Linked DNA regions of Athene noctua: region 1 is linked to region 2. The links are chromatin contacts, called in public Hi-C maps. All regions are on one chromosome and are shown on one strand. The core of a region is the stretch at or near the end of the contact, and the rest is flanking DNA. Distances in the headings are between cores, read along the strand shown. Region 1 holds the start of XPR1 (xenotropic and polytropic retrovirus receptor 1). Region 2 holds the start of IER5 (immediate early response 5).

The links. Hi-C and Micro-C count contacts between places; a contact is called where the count stands out from the background.
Region 1: a Hi-C map of liver shows a contact between it and region 2, with 5 times the contacts expected there. The contact joins the promoter of XPR1 here to the promoter of IER5 in region 2. A contact is called at or near these places in 2 of 2 Hi-C or Micro-C datasets (heart and liver).

Annotation. Positions count from the first base shown.
Region 1 is chr5:31,191,178-31,194,610 of bAthNoc1.hap1.1, forward strand. It overlaps XPR1 (xenotropic and polytropic retrovirus receptor 1), which reads right to left and starts at 1,648. Exons shown (of 14, transcript XM_074906935.1): 1 at 1,342-1,648. The coding sequence starts at 1,410.
Region 2 is chr5:31,041,388-31,044,874 of bAthNoc1.hap1.1, forward strand. IER5 (immediate early response 5) reads right to left here and starts at 2,128. Exons shown (of 1, transcript XM_074908276.1): 1 at 578-2,128. The coding sequence starts at 2,018. The coding sequence ends at 1,257.

The DNA.
Region 1 (3,433 bases), core at 398-2,897, 150 kb after region 2:
AGGCAGATATAAACTTTTCAAATTCAACATTATAACAAAACCAGCTATGATAAATGTGATTTTCCTTGCAAATGCAGACAGGTTAACAGGGATACTAGAAATAAATTGCTATTATAGTGCTAGAGAGAAAACACAGGCCTTCAAATGGTAACAAATATTGTATGGTTTTGACTGACTCAATCAGTCAAGAAGTTTTGCTGACCATGGCTCTCCTATAATCAGCTTTCCATTGTTTAGGTTTAATTATACTTGTGGAAAAGACTGACATCACTGGCAAGAACCACTTCTACAGCTAATGCTGAACTAGGAAACGGTTTTACTACAAATAACCACCTTGAGCTTTATCTAGTTAAACTGAAGACAAGCATCACTATGATAAATCTGAAACTAAGCAATCAGTGAGACCTTTTGAAAGCTGGCACAAGACTGAAAAGCTATATTCTGCAAGTATTTCGTGATTAATGCGGCAGAACTTTGTGCAAACAGTGTTTACAAATGTCAAGATTCAAGAGGTTCACCTGAAATCAAGTATGAAATAGCGAGATGCAAAGCCTCGCTAGCCTTATTTCAAAAAAAAAAAAAAAAAAAAAGGCAATCGATGCCGGGTTCACTGCCCTGTGTTGAGTCACTCCGGTAAGCTGTCAGCGTTCCCAAAGGCGGCTGTGGCCTTTCACGCTTGCAGGGGGTGAAGGCTCGGCCTCCGGCTAGAAGGTGGTGGGTGCTGCCCAGGCAGCTCGCCCGCCGGGCTCGCCCTCGGGAGCCGCAGACGGAGGCTGAGAGCCGCCTCTCAAAGTCACCCCTCCTCTGCCCGCCTGTGCGGAGAACTGGCGGTGGTGCTGAAAGACGCCTGCTCCCGGCAGCGGGGCTGCGGCCGGGCCGGGCCCAGGGATGCCCGGGAGCTGGGCACCGCACAGCCCCCGGCTGCGCTCCCGCCGCCTCCCCATCTCTCCTGACCTTTGTCCCACACCGAAAGGTTACAGGCAACAATTCATTAATTAACCGGCCGCCCAGCGCTTTGACTCCGAGCGGTCCCCCAGCTTCGGGGGGTGGCCAGAGCCGTGCCCTCTCTCCCCGCCATGGAGGAACACCGCTTTCACACCGTCCTCTCGCCGAGAAAACAAGCGGGAAGCCGCCGGCCGCCAGACACCGCCGCCGGGCAGGGGAGCCGCCTCGCCGCCCCCCCGCCCTCTTCGCGCCGCCAGCGGCCGGTTTGCGGCGCAGGACACCCCTGCCGCTCGAGCACCGACCGTCCTGCCCGAGGGGACACGGGGGACCAGGGCCGGCTTCACCCCACGCCCAGCCCCGCCGGGTGAGCGGGCCGAGGCGGCGGCGCGGCCCTACCTCATACTGGATGTACTGCTTCCGCCACTCGGGGGTGATGTGCGCCGCGAGGTGCTCGGCGAACTTCATCCTGCCGCCGCCGGGCCGGGGCCGGGGCCGGGGCCGCGCTCGCTCTGCGCCCGCGGAGCCGCCTCAGCGGCGCCTGGCTGCGAAGGGGCCGCCGCCGCCGCCGGTAGTGGGGGGCGGGGGGGGGCCGCCGCCACCACACATGGGCCCCCGCCCGCCCAGCCCCGCCACTCCTCAGCCCGCCTCGGGCCTCCTCAGCGCCGCCCCGCCGCCGCCGCCGCCGCCTCCTCCGCCGCCGCCGCCATCTTCCCCGTCCCGCCGCCCCGCCGCCACCTCCCAGCCGTCAGCCGGCCCGACAGCCAACCGGCCGCCGGCAAGGCGCCATCGCCACGGCAACCGCCGCCGCCGCCCACCGCCGCGCGGGGCGGGGCGGGGCCCGGCGGGCAGGGGCGGGGCTCAGGGCGGGCGGCCCCGCCCCTGCCGCCGGGAGCGCGGGGGGGCGCGAGGGCCGCGGGGCTCCCCCAGCGGGGGGCGCCCCGCCTCCTTTTACTCTTTCAGCTCCTTCTGGGGGTCTGTCCGGGCCCAAACGTGCCGCCTTCGTCCTTCAGGATCTGCCGCCCAGCCCCTGCATAAGCGACGGCGGCTCTGGGACAGCCCCAGTTTGATTCCTGAACTCTGGTGCTGGCTGGGATGGGGATGGGAATGGGAATGGGAGTGGGAATGGGATGAGAATGGGATGGGAATAGAATGAGGATGGGGATGCGATTGGATAGGATGGCAATGGGAATAGGAATGGGATGGGGAGAGGATGGGGATGGCAGTGGTGATGGGATGGGAATGGGAATAGGGACGGAGATGGGATGGGATTGGTATGGGGAAGGAGATGGGATGGGGATGGGAATGGGGATGTGATGGGGGTAGGAATGGGATGGGAATGGGGATGGAAATGGGATTGGATGGGTCAGGGATGGGGATAGGATAGGGTGGGATGGGATGGGGATGGGAATGGGGATAGGGAGGGGAATGGGATGGGATGGGGTGGGATTTGATGGGCAGCGGATGGGGATGGGAATGGGAATGGGGATAGGGAGAGGATGGAATGGGATTGGGGTGGGGAGAAGTGTGGCAGGGAGAGCAGTGTGCATGGGGGAAGAGGTGAGGAGGTGGGGAGATGTGAGCCAGGGAAAAGAGAGAAAGTGAGAATGGAGATGGGAGGGAAGAGTAGGAGAAAACGCAAGATGAGTAAGAATTGATGGAGGAGGGAAATTACGCTGACAGGCCACAAAAAGCCAGGGGGAAGGAAAAGAAAGAGAATACAGCGCAAAGGAAAAGGAGGTGGGAAAGAGAAAGGAAAAAAAACAAACGGAAAATTCTCCAAAAGTTGCCTGATCACAAATGCCTTTGCTCTTGCACCGCTTGTCACGCTTACCAGCAGGGTGCCATGCATACTGCTGCGGGGCAAGGGGGAGCTGGGAAACCCAGGGCAGGTGTAAGAGCAAGCCCCCCTGCGCAGGGGCATGGGTGCCCCAAAATACAGACACTCCTGGGAACTGAAGGGTTGGGTACCCGCTGCCTTATAGCATGAGAGACCAAATGGAGCCGTGCGGAGCTCCAGGGGCTGCAGCCCTCTGTTATCCCCGGGTATCCCAGTGACCCTAATCTTGCCCCTCCCCAGTTCCCAGATTTTGGGAATTTGCTGTGTTTGGGATTAATTTGGGTTTTCCTTCAAGCCTCCCAACCTCCAGCACAAAACTTCAGATGTAGTTTTCAGCTTTTTCCTGTACCCACACCAGGGCCAACCGCATCCCAACTGCCAGCCCCTCGGCGCAGCGCCGTTCCTGCCCACTGCCATAGGCAGCTGCCCGGAGCATCACTCCTACCGACGTCTGCAGGAGCAGAGCTTGTTTGCTGTGGGTGATTTATTGGGGTCCTGTCGCAGGCCCAGGGACCCCTGATTTGCGAGCACTCTTGCTCGCGCTGAGATTTACCCGGTAGCGACAGCGACGCATGCAGCAGTGATGCTCACTGATACCATCTCTTAATTATGTTTGCAGAAAACCATTTAATGAATAGAGCTTTAATGCCC
Region 2 (3,487 bases), core at 878-3,377:
AAAACCACGCCCCAATATTCACAATTTCAACTCTTCAAACAGCAAAGAGGAGGCACTGACAATTCTCTCTGGCAGAGCAGCTGGTGGCAGCGAGCAGAGGCCGTGCTGGGGCAGGATCCCCTCAAGCACCCCCAGCCCAAACCCTTGGGCCAGCAAAGCCAGAGGCCAGCTCTTGCTCGGCCGTGCCGCAGGGCCCGACCTGCGCCCAGCTGCTCTTCTGGGATTTAGCAACCGCTCTCCACCCGCCCCCAGAGTGACTCTGCACATTAGGTAGTTTCTGAGTAAGACCTCAAATGCGGCGGCAGCTCCGGGCCCGGGAGGAGCCTGCAGCCGGCCGAGCAGCAGCAGCACCTGGAAGGGCCTGGCAAGGGCTCCAGTGGCCCCGACACAAGTTCCTATTCTTCCCCAGCTCCCAGAGAAGCTGGACTCCAACCCACCCCACAGCCTCTGGCGAGGCAGGGTGGATCCAGCCACAGACATGCAGCAACCACACCCTGGCTGCTGCCTGCCCGGCTCCCCGCGGCCCTCCTCCTCCTCCCCCCGAGCCAAGAGGGGGCACAAATAGGGACTAGGCTCATACAGTTGAAAATATTTAATACGTGTTGTACACGTAGAATTACATTTTATACAAAACAAGATACATCACCGAAGGAAAACACTGTACAAAAATCCCTACGGGAGCCCCAAGCCTTTATACAACAAAGACCGGGAGTTACCAAGCCTAACAAAAAGGCTCGAGGACTTTCCGTCAGAGCATCTGTAAACTTCGTTTCTCTGCATAAACACTTTTAAAAAGCACCATGTAATAGTTCTGACCTAAACCTTTCCAAAATAGACTTTATTTAATAAACTTAATACTTTCCAAGCTTAAAATATCACCCGGTGGGAGGGCCCCTGCTGTCGACGGCAGCTGGGGAGCTTCCCCCGGGCGGCGGCCCGGCCGGGCAGGGGAATTCCGGGAGGGCCGGGCCGGGGGCGCTCCCTGGGCGGGTGCCGGCAGACGGGACCCGCGGCGCCGCTGGCGGGCGGGGAAGGGGGAAGTGCTGCCGCTGCCCCGCGGTCCTTCCCGTACGGGGGGGGCAGGGCGCCGGGACTCGCCGGAGCCCCGCGGCGCTGCCCGCGCCCGCCCTTCCTCCGCCGGGCCGGGGGTGCGGGAGGAGCTAGGGGGTGGTGGGTCACCTCTCGGTCCGGCCGCCCGTCTGTCCGCCGGGCCCCCCCCTCCCCTCGGCGAAGGGCGAGTCTCCGCGGTCGGCGCGTCAGAAGGCCACGATGGCCGTGCTCCAGGGGTTGAGGGTCCGCAGCACCGGCTCGTCGCAACAGATCTGTCCCGGCTCGGCCGCCGCCTCGGCGGGCGTCGCCGCCGCCAGCCCGTCGTTCTCAAGGGGCGGCGGTCGCCGGCCCTTGGGCTCCTTGGTGAGCAGTCCCGAGAAGCTGGAGCCGAAGATGCTGATGAGGCTGGCCACGTTGCCGGTCTCCATGTCCTCCTGCTCGCCCGGCGACGCGGGCGGCGGCTCCTCCACCTCGCGGCGGGGCTTCTTCACCGGGGAACCCGCCTGGCCCCGCTCACCGGCGCTCCGCTTCCGAGGGCCGTGGGGCGGCGGGGGCGTCGCGGTCCCCGCGACGGCGGGGGCGCAGTCCGGGCGGTTCGCCTCCCCGCCCGCCGCCGCGCAACAGCAGCAGCTGCAGCCGCAGGAACAGCGCCGCGGCCGGGGACCCTCGCAGTCCGCGCCGGGCAGCCGCGGGCCGCCCCTTGCCGCCTCGGCCTGCGGGGGCGGCGGGTCGCCGGCCGCCCAGGTGGCGGCGCAAGGCGGCGGCTCCTCCTCGGGGGGCCCGCAGGCGGCGGGGGGCGGCTCGGGCGGGCAGCCCGGCTCGCTCAGGTAGACCTGCCGGGCGCTGCGCAGCACCAGCGACACCAGGAGGTTCTTGTGGAGCTTGAGGCCGCCGCGCTGGCCCCGAGCGCTGTAGATCTTGCCCAGCGAGATGCTGACGATGCGGTGCGCCTCCAGCTTGAACTCCATGGGGGACGGCGGCGAGGGGGACGCAGGGCCGTGAGGAGCGGGGCCGCAAGGGGGGGGGAGGGGGGCGTGCCGCGCCTTCCGCCCGCGCCCTGCGCGCCTCGCCGCTCCTTCGCGCGGCCGACTGAGGGGAGCCCACGCGCCCGGCCGCATTTTATAGCGCACCCGCCCCGGCCAATCAGGGCGCCCCGCCGGCCGCTCCAACCGCCGGCTGGCCCTCGCGCGCCCGCGCCGGCCAATGGCGAGGCAGAGAAGCGGGTTCGAAAGCTCGCCCCGCGGAGAGGGCTCTTAAAGCGGCAACGCCAGAGCCCGGATCGTGGTGGGGCCCTCCCGGGGGCACCCCTCGTTCTGCGGCACCCTAGCTTCACTGCACCCCACATTGGCTTGATCAGACCGACAGGCAGCAGTGGAAATTTTGGCCGAAACGACTGAAACATTTCAGGGGGGTGAAAAACAACCCCAAACAACCCAAATCAAGAGCAACCCCTGGTGAAAAAAGAAAACAACCAAACCCAAACCAAGAGCATCCCCTGTTTTGTGCAGGTTAGAAACGTTTCCCCAAATTTCAGCACCGGTCTCTGACATCCTGTCCTGTAAGAGAAGGAAATGATGTTGGTCTTGGCTAGAAGGGGAGGTACACCTTTTAGTATTTCAAGGAAAATCTGCCCCCATGTCGAACAGAAAGACAGGGGTCCTGCAGTGAAGCTCACAGAAAGCCCAGGACAGAAGAGGAAGATCCACAACACGGGCAGGAAGGGCTACAAGAGAGGATGGGGGAGGACAACAGGCCACCAGTATCTCCAGGGGTGATGGGGCCAGCAGCAGCCTGGAGCACTTTGGGAATCCGCTCTGCTGTAGCTGTGCAACCAGGTGGCAGGGCCAGCCTGGTGGCTGGTGGCCGCAGGGGACAACTCACCCCCCCAGACACAGTTCCAGGCGCCTGGGAAGCCTCTGAGAAAGTTCAGGGGGTGTTTCAGGGCTTGGAGTGTGGACTCTTCTTCTTCCACTGAGCAGCAACCACTGTCTGCAAGGAGGGAAGAAGTGAAAGGGCCCAAAATTAAGGAAGTTCAACATGCCGCCCCAGAGTATCAGTTTCCGTTCCCAGCTGACACATGACAACTTGCTTCCATCTCTTTTTTTCCAAGTGATTTGTCCACCAAAACAAGAGCTGCAGACTGTCGTGATGCTTTATTGGCAGGATCTGCCACCACATCCTGGCTGGCTGTAAAGACAAGGGGGCTGCTGGTCACAGTGGTAACAAAAAACAGGTGAAGATTCAGCCACATCAAGACACAGTTGACATAGCAAGAGCCTTCCCTCAAAGAAACCCCACACTTGGACCAAATACATGTTTTCCGTCTGCTTGAACGCAGCTGGAAAACCTCAAATGCCTCTCTCTGGATATTGAACATGACAGTATGTCAACCTGGGAGTTGACATCTCAAAATGTCCACCTCCTCTTGCACAAACCT